Linked DNA regions of Sus scrofa: region 1 is linked to region 2. A link is a contact called in public Hi-C data. All regions are on one chromosome and are shown on one strand. The core of a region is the stretch at or near the end of the contact, and the rest is flanking DNA. Distances in the headings are between cores, read along the strand shown.

Evidence for each region. Hi-C and Micro-C count contacts between places; a contact is called where the count stands out from the background.
Region 1: a contact with region 2 is called in a Hi-C map of skeletal muscle, with 5 times the contacts expected there. The contact joins the promoter of LOC100516085 here to the promoter of LOC100514656 in region 2. A contact is called at or near these places in 3 of 47 Hi-C or Micro-C datasets (heart right ventricle and skeletal muscle) and 1 of 2 datasets of contacts at active chromatin or transcription factors (alveolar macrophages).

What each region holds. Positions count from the first base shown.
Region 1 is chr6:62,566,981-62,572,665 of Sscrofa11.1, reverse strand. It overlaps LOC100516085 (zinc finger protein 256), which reads right to left and starts at 3,020. Exons shown (of 3, transcript XM_013998882.2): 1 at 2,298-3,020. The coding sequence starts at 2,330.
Region 2 is chr6:62,414,001-62,420,227 of Sscrofa11.1, reverse strand. It overlaps LOC100514656 (zinc finger protein 551), which reads left to right and starts at 3,128. Exons shown (of 5, transcript XM_021095151.1): 1 at 3,128-3,415.

The sequences.
Region 1 (5,685 bases), core at 1,771-4,270, 150 kb before region 2:
ATACTTTCTCTCGACGTGCACATCATTCTGTAGACCACGTTTCCTTCAAAGTTTCAGACCCTACAACTGCATCTCCACAGCGCTGCCACCTCCCTGCAACACACCACAGGAAACTCCCTGAACATAACCATAGGGAGTTCAGAGAACTAGGGATTCAGAGAACACCTGAGAAACTAAAATGAGATTTGGTACAACAACAGTCCTCTGATGAACTAAACACAAGAGCAAGCCTCAAATGCTACTTAGAAGACCTCCCACCTGCCTCTAATTCTGGCTTCAATATTAGCCACCCAGAACCAGGCATGACTTTCTGATTGCGACAACTCTTCAGTTTTGTCTTTTCAACAGCCACAACACTCCTCTCTCCACTCCTCTCTACTCAACCTTTGTAAAAGACCCAGCCCTGGAGTTCCTGTTGTGGCACAGCAGAAACGAATCCAACTAGTATCCATGAGGGTGCCGGTTCAATCCCTGACCTCACTCAGTGAGTCAGGGATCGGGTGTTGCCATGAGCTGTGGTATAGGTCGCAGACGCAGCTCGGATCCCATGTTGCTGTGCCCATGGTGTAAGTTGGCAGCTGCAGCTCTGATCCAACTCCTGGCCTGTGAACTTCCATATGCTGTACATGCTGCACTTAAAAAATTTTTTTAAAAATTAAAAAAAATCCAGCCCTACAGATCTCCCCAGGAGTTCCTGTGTGGCTCAGTGGAAATTAACCTGACTAGTATCCATGAGGTTTGATCCCTGGCCTCGTTCAGCGGGTTAAGGACCTGGCATTGCTGTGAGCCACAGTGTAGGCCAGCAGGTGGCAGCTCCAATTGGACTCCTAGCCCAGGAACTTACATATACCATGGGTGCAGCCCTTTAAAAATAAATACAAATCTCTGTCAGGAATAGTGACTCACAAATGACATTTCCCCAAACTTTATCCACAGGCAAAACTAAACATCCCAGAACCTGTCGAAGCTCACCACAAAATTCTGGAGAAGCCATATATTACTAAATAAGCAGCAGCCCAGCCCCACTACCACCTTGTCTCAATTCCTCCTAGGTCTCCTCAGCTACCTCTTGTCCATTCATCCCATGGAAGCCTTGGCTGCCTGCCAGGTCAACCTCTCCCACACCATTCCCACTGTCACTTCTCCCCCAATGCCCAGTAAACCCAACCAGGCACACAGCAAGAGAACCACTCCTTAGAGCACACCCCAGTCTTTCTGACCTACCAATAGCACTGCCACTAGACCCTCATTCCCCTCCTAAATGTGGATCCACAGGTTCACCCTGACCCACCCAGTAGCCATCACCTTTGAAAGTCTCCATCCTGAAGGCCTTCCTCAGTTTTCCAGAGCTGCCTGTCCTGCTGCCCATTTGTTGTCTACACTCTTCTCGGAAACATCTCAGACTCTTAACAGACCCCAAACAAACACGATATGTCTAAGGAAAATTAACCTGCTACTAACATCTCCATCCAGTTGATGGGTCTTCCATTCCTTCATTCACTAGGACCAAAAACCTGAGGGTTGTCCCTCACTACTTCCTTTCTCTTATTACCAGCAACACCCACACCTTGGCTTGGCTCATCTCCAAAAATGGATCCAGAATCTAACCACTTCTTTAAAAAAATTTTTTTATTATAACTTAGAGTATTGTGTCAATTTCTGCTGTGCAGCAAAGTGACCCAGTCATACATTCATACATATATATATATTCTTTTTCTCACATCATCTTCCATCATGTTCTACCCCAAGAGATTGGACATAGTTCCCTGTGCTGTATAGTAGGAGAATTCAACCACTTCTTGCACGTTCTATTTGATCAACATTCACCCAAGCTACTTGCAATTACATTTTCCTATGTTTCCTGACTCTTCCCTTACCCCATAGTTTGTTCTCTTCCCTGCAAGCCAGAGGGAGCCTGTTGAGGGGCTGGGTAAGACCACATCCCAACTGCAATCCAAGCCTCAAATCCCTGTGTGATAGGTGACCAACTTTTCATGCAGCAACACTGCAGGCCTGACTCTGGCCCCGCTGCATCTTGCTCCTAGCAGAAAGGAGAATCGCTATACCCCTGTCCCGGCTCAACCCGACCTCCAAGTCTTTGCACCTGCGGGTCCCCCAACCTATAACCTTTCCCACGCGACATCACACTGTCCATCAGAAATAGGGCCCCATCCACGACCGCTTCGTTTTTCTGGACACTGGGGTCTGTGCTGCAGGCACGGGAGCAGGCGCCCCGCACTCGGGGCTTCAGTGTCTGTTGGGGTGAGGGCGGGGAAGGCCTGAGGACGAGTATTTACCTGAGGCGGGTCCCACAGCACCGTCGCCGCCATCGGGCTCTGTGGGCGGAGCTGAGCCGGGAGCAGCGGGAGAGGAGGGGCGCGGGCACCGCAGTCGGTATCCCACGCGGGTGTGGGACGCTCCGGGCGGCGTCGCAGAACCTCAGACCCGCCTCTTTGCCGCCCGAGCTGTGCCTCCTCTCGGACTTTAAAGGCCTCGTCACCTCTTACCGGCACCGGTACCCGAAGCCTTTGAATTGTGAAAAAGCTCGAGCATATTCAAAATGACGCCCACAACGTGGATGCCGGAAGTCCCGCCCTGACGCTGTTGGCTCACACGGAAACGCAACTTCAGTTAACCTAATTGGCTGATCGACTCAGCCACCCATCGCACAGCCTTCTGGGTAATGTATTTTCCCCAGATCTGCACGCGTAGTCCACGATGTTCCATCTCAGATAACCTGGAGAAAAGGGGACGCTGTACCTGGAGGGTTGCTGGGAACGCTATTCCAAAGACTGAGGAGGGGCGTGGCTTCTTCCTAAAGAGGGTGCGCTCAGATGTTTGAGGACTGTTATCTGTAACTAATGACCCAAGTGTTTGGACATAGCATTTCAGACTCTTTGAAGCTCTCAGCGTGTTCTCAAGATCTAAAAGAGGACCTTCTGGAGTTCCCGTCGTGGCACAGTGATTAACGAATCCGACTAGGAACCATGAGGTTGCGGGTTTGGTCCCTGGCCTTGCCCAGTGGGTTGGGGATCCGGCGTTGCCGTGAGCTGTGGTGTAGGTCGCATTCGCGGCTCAGATCCCGCGTTGCTGTGGCTTTGGCGTAGGCTGGTGGCTACAGCTCCGATTTGACCCCTAGCCTGGGAACCTACATATGCTGCGGGAGCGGACCTAGAAAAGTCAAAAAGACAAAAATAAATAAATAAATAAACAAACAAACAAACGAGTACCTTCTGAGATGCCCTCAAATCCGTCAACCCAAATGTACATACCATTGAAGAATCATTTAGACACATAACGAAGCCATTGGAAATTGCAGCTAATAAACAATACTGTCTGAGTATGTTTGGTAAAGACAAATAAAAACCTCAGAAAATGTAGTGATAATGAAAATCGAAGAAGGCTGTTGGGCCACCTTGAAGGAGTACAAAGATGGGTCTCTGACAATACATTGTTCAATACATTGAGCAAAACGTTTATCAACTTTAGTATATCATACTTCTATCCTGACATATATTCAATTCCTTTCTGAATCTGACCTCAATCTCAAAACAAGAACAGCAAAACAAATGGCATTTTTGTATGAGACAATGGCTGCAGTGTTTTGCAGTACTCCATCATTATTTTTCATTTTATGTTTGGTCTTATTTAATCTACCCCATGCATTTCAGTATACCATTTTATCCATAGTCTCAGACGTCCTATATTTTAATGTATAAACTCTCCAAAATGTCTTTCTAAAATGTAAGGATTCTGGGACTTCCCGTTGTGGTGCAGCTGAAATGAATCCAACAAGGAACCATGAGGTTGCGGTTTCGATCCCTGGCCTCATTCGGTGGGTTCAGGATCTGCCATTGCAGTGACCGGTGGTATGGGTCTCAGATGTGGCTCGGATCTGGCGTTGCTGTGGCTGTGGTGTAGGCCAGCAGCTGTAGCTCCTATTGGACCCCTAGCCTGGGAACCTCCATATGTTGTGAGTGTGGCCCTAAAAAGGAAATAATAATAAAAATAATAACAATTATTATTATTATTTTATTATGGGGAGTTCCCGTTGTGGCTCAGTGGTAAAAAACCCGACTAGTATCCATGAGGGTGTGGATTTGATCCCTGGCCTCGCTCAGTGGGTTAAGGATTCGACATTGCCATTACCTGTGGTGTAGGTCTCAGATGCAGCTCAGAACCAGTGTTGCTGTGGCTGTGGCGTAGGCCAGCAGCTGTAGCTCCTATTGGACCCCTACCATAGGACCCACCATATGCCGCAGGAGCAGACCTAGAAAGCAAAAATAAATAATAAATAGTAGGCTCAGAAGGAAATCAAGAAAGGCATCCTGGATTCAAAGCCATCATTTTGTGCCTGAATGCATATGAAATGAGTACACGCTGTCTCATTGCCTTGGTTCTCCAAACTATAATGAACATGAATTCAATGCCACTTTAATCTGCTTTAAGTGGTCAATTTATTTATTTTATATATATATATATATATATATTTTTTTTTTGTCTCTTGTCTTTTTAGGGCAGCACCCACGGCATATGGAGGTTCCCAGGCTAGGGGTCAAGTCAGAGCTGTAGTTACTGGCCTACACCACAGCCACAGCAATGCCAGATCCTTATTAAACCAATAAGCAAGGCCAGGGATCAAACCCGAGTCCTCATGGACACTAGTGGGGTTTGTTAACCACTGAGCCATGATGGGAACTTATATATGGGAACTCAATTTATAATGCTGCATTAAGGAAAAGCCTGTGAAAATGTATGTTTCCAGGTAAACTGTGATGAATTAGCCCAAAGAAGTCTTTGTAGAAAATGTCCTTGTAGGAACCATGAAGACATTTTAGGATATTGTGGGAATTCTCTATTCTATCTCAGATAAAAAGGAGACTGAGGGATCTTCAGCATAGATTACAAAAGGACCATTCCTTTATCTCCATTTATTAACGTTCATGATATCTATTCTAAGGCGTATGTGTTTAACCATAATAACAATTCAAACAGGTATTTTTTTTTAATGGCAAACATTATTCTTTGTACATTCACTTAAGGAAAATATACTACTGAGTGTCGGCTCGGAAAACCTGTCAAGTTGAAAAACACTTCTTCTCTAAAGCTAATCCTCAGAGAGAGACCAGATATGAATATAAGTGCTAGAGGAAATGAAGAGCACATAAAATTGTTTCCGGGAACAAGACTGCCAATGTCCTACAACTGACTGAATGTATTCACAGACCCTATATAAACCTGGATGTCTGAATATTCATTTCCCTTGGGGCACTTACATTAAAATTACTTTCTTGGAGGTCCCATGGTGGCACAGTGGTTAACGAATCTGACTAGGAACCATGAGGTTGCGGGTTTGATTCCTGGCCTTGCTCAGTGGGTTAAGGATTTGGTGTTGCAGTGAGCTGTAGTGTAGATCGCAGAAGCACCTCGGATCCTGAGTTGGTGTGGCTGTGGCTGTGGCGTAGGCTGGCAGCTGTAGCTCCAATTGGACCCCTAGCCTGGGAACCTCCATATGCCGCAGGAGGGCTTAGAAAAGACAAAAAGACAGAAAAAAATTACTTTGTTGATATTCCTATTGTTTTTCCCAAAGCAGCATCGTTTATCTATTTATTTATTTATTTATTTAAAATTTATTTTTAGGCTTTAGGTTTATGTTTATTTTTTTCTATTATAGTTGATTTATAC
Region 2 (6,227 bases), core at 1,879-4,378:
AAAAAAAAGACCTTCAAAAAACTGACTCTAACACTTCAAAGTGTATAGATTTCATTTGAAACATGGAAATGTTTATTTTTATTATTTACTGATTTTTATTTCAGTATGGTTGTTTTACAATATCACATTAGTTTCACATGTAGAACAGTGATTCAATACTTTTATAGAGTATACTGCATTTACAGTTGTTATAGAGGTTTCCTTGTGGCACAGTGAGTTAAGGCTCTGGCATTACACACAATGGCTATATTTCCCTGTGCTGTACGATTTATCCTAGTTGCTGATCTATTTTATTTTTTTTCTTTTTGGCTACACCCGCAGGATGGGGAAGTTCCTGGGCCAATGATCAAATTCCAGCTACAGCAGTGACCCCAGCCTCTAGTGATAACACCAAATCCTTAACTCACTGCACCCCAAAGGAATGTCACTATTTTATTAATAGTGAAACAGAGCAAGACCCTGTGGGGCCTTCCCAAGGACGGACACCTCCAACTGCTTTGTCCCCTGACTTTTTATAGAGAAGCATTAGCCTCCTAGGTCTTCTCCCAGTTCCAAAGAGCAAAAAGGCACAAGTGAGAAAATGCAGAAGCAAAAGAAAGCAGTAAGACAACTTAGTAATAGTTTTGGCCAAAGACAAAGCTAAAGACATTTCTTTTCAAAGCTAAAGACATTTAGTTCTTCCTCAAAGCCTCAGCCATATCCTTTAATTGTTGCAGATGCTAAAGGTGCATGCTGGGAGTTTCTGTTGCAGCTTAGCTGTAATGAACCCAGCTAGTGTCCATGAGAACTAGAGAGTTCAATCCCTTGCCTCTCCTAGTGGGTTGAGGGTCTGGCATTCCTGCAAGCTTTGGCACAGGTCAAACACACAGCTCAGATCTCGGTTGCTGTGGCTGTGGCATGGGCCAACAGCTGCCACTCCAATTCGACCCCTGGCCTGGGAACTTCCATATGCCATGGGTGTGCGGTAAGGGCCCTCCCAGAACAAAGGGAAGGAAATGTGACATAACCAGCGTCTGTGTCTGCATGCGTAACTCTGCAGCAGCAAGACATAATCACTGTCCATGTGCAACTCTGTAGCATAGACCATCCAACCAGAATTTACAGAATGCATGTTACCTTATAAGGGGGACAAAGGAACCAAAGTGTCAAAGAAAAAATAACAGAGGGTATATCAGACAGAACCCCACTGTGTTCAGGACTCAGCCTTTGGATGTGAATCCAACTGAGCCAGTGTGGGCACAAATAAACCCTGTTCCCTGGCAAAAAGCCTTGGTGTCCTGTCTCTGTATGAGATTCCTACAACAGGTGCTGCCCTACAAAGAGAGAGAGGAGGAAAAAAAAAAGCTGCATGCAGATAACTAGCATTTATACCCCAGACTGGAGTCAGAAAACTGATAGTTGAGAATCTCAAAGTATCATCCTGTTATCTCATCATCAATCAGAGAATTTTGCACAAGCTGATCACCCATCCTGCCACCTGGTCTTTAAAAATCGTCTCTTGAGGAGTTCCCTTGTGGCTTGTGCTGCTGCAGCGGGATTAAGGGTCTGCTGTTGTCAATGCTGTAGCTTAATTCACTACTGTGGTGCAGGTTTGATCCATGGTCCAGGATGATGAGGGTGTGGCCAAAAAAAAAAAAAAGAAAGAAAGAAAGAAAAAAGAAAAAGGAAGGAAGGAAGAAAATCCTTCCTTGAAAGCCACTCTGGGGAGTTCAAGTCTTTTGATTTTTTTTTTTTTTTCCGTTTTAGGGCCAAACCCACAGTACATGGAGGTTCCCAGGCTAGGGGTTGAATTGGAACTGTAGCCAGTGGCCTACACTACAGCCACAGCAATGCCAGATCCAAGCCGCGGTGACGACCTACACTATAGCTCAAAGCAACGCTAGATCCTTAACCCACTGATTGAGGCCAGGGATGGAAACTGCATGCTCATGAATATTGGTCATATTTGTTTCGTGGCAACTTGAAGGGAACTCCGAGTTCATGTCTTTTGAGTATGAGCTGCCTAGTCTCCTTACTCGGTGTCTTTTTTTTTTTTTTATAGGAAAGTAGGATTTATTGTTGAGCGTTAAGGAGGGGACAATGCCACCAAGGATCTCATGAGTGCAGGGCCTGGAATTTGCCCCGGGGGGCTGCGATTAGGGATGTATTTGACCCCACAGAGATTTTCTGCCACCATATTTTCAAATTCATCTGCATTGGCTTAGTAAATACCCACTCCTTAGAGATGTGGATCTTTTGGTGGCCAGGGAACTTGAACTTGGCTCTGCACAGTGCCTCAATCACATGCTCCTTATGCTGCAGCTTGATGTGGATGGACATTATGACTTGGCCAATGTGGACTCTGGCCACCGTGCCCTGGGGCTTTCCAAAGGCACTGTGCATGCCTGTCTGGAGCCTAGATTGGGACAGCATGCCAGTCATGAATGTCCATTGGAAAGGGCTGTCCCCAAGATCCCTTAGGGCAACCTGTACAGGCAACAGGCTGAATACACTACCAAGGAGGCTGTTTTTTGCAGCCTTTGCACACCGGGGCCTCATAGAGAAAAGAGCACGGTTGGCTTAATTGGCTGCCCTTACTCGGTGTCTTCACCATGATAGATTGGATTTGCTGAGTCAGGTGTTCCAACCCAATTTTGGTTTGTTAAGAACAGTAGTTTGTATTTCTTAATCTCATACCCGTGTCATACCTCCTACTATGAAGTCTTCATTAGCTTCTCCTACCAATGGCCACATATTGTTTCTCAATCACTAGGTATGATATGTGCGTTTGGATGTGTGTCCTCTGGAGCATCCAAAAAGATATGTTTGGTCTCAGGGAGCACGATGAACTTCACAGAGTGTGAACTAAACCTCTCAAACAAGGTTGAACATCTGCAGGCAGCACAACAGTCCCTCAGAAAACTGAACTCTGCGCCTTTAAGAATGGACAATTTCCCCTTCTAAATCCTGGGCCCGGGAGACTCCATTTCCCAGCGCCTCTCGCGGGTCCAAGATTATTGCATAGTGGCCCTGTGGGAGCGCCGTAGCCCTGGCGTGAGAACTACGTGGCCCAGAGTGCTCGGCGTCGATCGGCAGCCTCACTGAGCCAATGAAGGCTCAGAATAGAGGCGATTCCGTGCGTGTCACTCGCGTGGGCGGGACTTCCGGCGTCCTCCTCCGGGCGGTCATTTTGGCTGCTCGGGTGTGTTCATCCCTACAGAAGTTCGGGAGCGCTGAGTCGGGGCGGCCAGCACAGGACCGAGGAAGGGTCAGAGGCGTCTTTGTTCCAGCTGCACAAAGGCGAGTGTGAGGCTCGGCCGCGGCGTCGCGCGAGATGATACGCACCCGGGCCGGTTTAAGGACCGCCGGCCCTCTTCCTGCCCCGTTCCGTCCACAGGCCTGGATGGCGGCGGCCGCGCCGATGGACCCGGTTCAGGTAAGCGTGTCCTGCCGGCCCTCACCCCAGGAAACGCTAAAGCCCCGAGTGTTCTCGTTCCCGCAGCCAAGGCCTCGGTGTCCAGGACGGTTCGGCGTTTCTGACAGCGGCTGCGAATAAATGTAACCCTTGAGTTTTCCTGTTTAACTTCACTACCGGGAGTGTGATTAGATGTGCGAGAGGGTTACGGGCCCAGGAACCAGCATGTGCCAAGGCTCGGAGTTGGGACTGAGCCGTGAGAACTCGGAAAACCTGGGGTCCGCTGTGCCCGGCTGGGGAAAAGTTTGAGGCGGAGTCTCGCCTGGACTAGCCGGCTGAGGGTACTACTTATGTTCCCAGGACTCTTGAGAGCTATGGAGAATTTTTAAACCAAGGAAGCACGCGAACTGCAGTAAGTTTTTAAGTTTTCCAAAGGTTCTGTAACGGAGGAACAGACTGAAGGAGGGGAATGAAGACGTTGGGGCACAGGAGGTTGGATCTTTGTTTAGGTACCCAGAGCTGGTAAGGTGAGACATGGAGGCACAGGAGGTAGACATCCAGCCCTAGTTCACTAGGCTCACGGGCCAGGCATGGGTACCCAGGGGCCTGAGGCCGTTGAAACGCGGTGTGAATATATGGTTGTCACTATCCGTCATCTGTCTCTCAAAACGTGGCTGCGGAAGTGCTTATGGAACCTGCATAGGTATGTGTTGGGTGTTTCCTGCTCTTACTGTTCCCTACCCTCACCCACATACTCTCTGTATTATGGTGTCCTGGAATTTTTTACATTTCATTCCTCTAGACCTTCGATCTGGGGACTCTGCAGAAACCTCAAGCCCAGGGGCTCGGGTCAGTACCAAGGATTATATGGAGGTATTTCCATTTCTGGCACCTGATGTAGACAAGTGTGGAAAGTTTATCCCAGTACCAGGGAGGGAAAAATGCTCAGAGGTAAAGCTCAGCTGGAATCATTAAGGTCTTCTTTCTTGTAAGAGCAAAGGAGCAGGAGGACGTGACTCAGAACTGGAATGGCAGCCTGAGAAGTTGCGTATCCATTCTGGAGTTGATGGGAAGTTTAGATCAGAGGAGGGGAATGATCTTACCTAGGTCTCAACAGGCTCCATCGGGTTGCAGAGTGGAGAAGAGATGGTAAGGCTGAGGGAAGAGGAGGGAAAACTGGGGTGGAGGTTTTTACAGTAGTCCACTTAAGGGCTCATGGGACAGAGTGGTGGCTCAGAAGTGGCTGCATTCTGGATGTGTTTCTGTTAAGGGTTAACTAGATTTCCTACTGTGGAAGGAAAGTGTCTTGGTCTGCTTGTGTTCCCATTATAAAATACCATAAACTAGGTGACTTAAAAACACCAGAAGGGAATTCCTGTTGTGGCTCAGCAGGTTAAGAACCCAACTAATATCCACGAGGATGCAGGATCGATCCTTGGCCTCGATCAGTGGGTTAAGGATCCAGTGTTACCGTGAGCTCTGGTGTAGGTTGCAGACATGGGTCGGATCTGGCGTTGCTGTGGCTGTGGTGTACACCAGCAGCTGCGGCTCCGATTTGACCCCTAGGCTTCGAACTTCCACGTGCTATGGGTGTGGTCCTAAAAAGACAAAACAGGAGTTCCCATTGTGGCTCAGTGGTTAACAGATCCGACTAGGAATGATGAGGTTGTGGGTTGATCCTTGGCCTCGCTCACTGGGTTAGGGATCCGACGTTGCCGTGAGCTGTGGTGTAGGTCGAAGACGTGCCTCGGATCCCGAGTTGATGTGGCTCTTCCATAGGCCGGTGGCTGTAGCTCCGATTCGACCCCTAGCCTGGGAACCTCCATATGCCATGGGAGTGGCCCTAGAAAAGGCAAAAAAAAAAAAAAAAAAAAAAATCCAAAAAAATAAAAAGACAAAACAAAAAACAACAAGAAGAAGACCCAAACCCACCAGAAGTTTATTTCTTACAGTTCTGGAAGCTAGAAGTCCCAAGATTAGGACTACATGGTTACATCATGTGTTTCCTGTGAGCCTGCTTCCTGGTTCATAGACACCGTCTGCTCACTGTGTCCTTACCTGGTGGAGAAAGGAACAAGCTTTTTACATTTATAAGCCTGCATAATTCCATTCATGTGGAGTTTACCGTCATGACCACATCTGATCCACGTTTCTTCCCACCAGTTTGTAATACCATGAGCTTGGGAGGCAGTCTGTCAGCTGTGAGTTTGGGGGGAACGTAAACATTCAGTCTGTAACAATGAGAGTGAAGCAGAGGATTCAGAATTGATCCTGTGGCTGCACCTGTGGCATCTGAAACTTCCGGGGCCAGGGATCAAATCTAAGCCGCAGCTTCGGCAATGGCCTGCTGTGCCATAGTGGAAACTCCCCCCCCCTCCCAAGTTTAATTGACTTATATTAGTTTCAGTTGTACAGTATAATAAATAGATATTTTTATACATTATGAAATTATGACTACGTTAAGTCTTGTTTCCATCTGTCACTATGCAAAGTTAAAACAATATTATTGACTATATTCCCTATTCTGATCATTATATCCCTGCGGCTTATTTATTTTGTAAATGGAAGTTTGTACTTTTTATTTATTTATTTATTTATTTACTTTTTTTTTTGCCATTTCTTGGGCCTCTTCCGCAGCATATGGAGGTTCCCAGGCTAGGGGTCGAATCAGAGCTGTAGCCACCGGCCTACGCCAGGACCATAGCAACGCGGGATCCAGGCCAAGTCTGCAACCTACACCACATCTCACAGCAACGCCGGATCCTTAACCCACTGAACGAGGCCAGGGATCAAACCTGCAACCTCACAGTTCCTAGTTGGATTTGTTAACCAC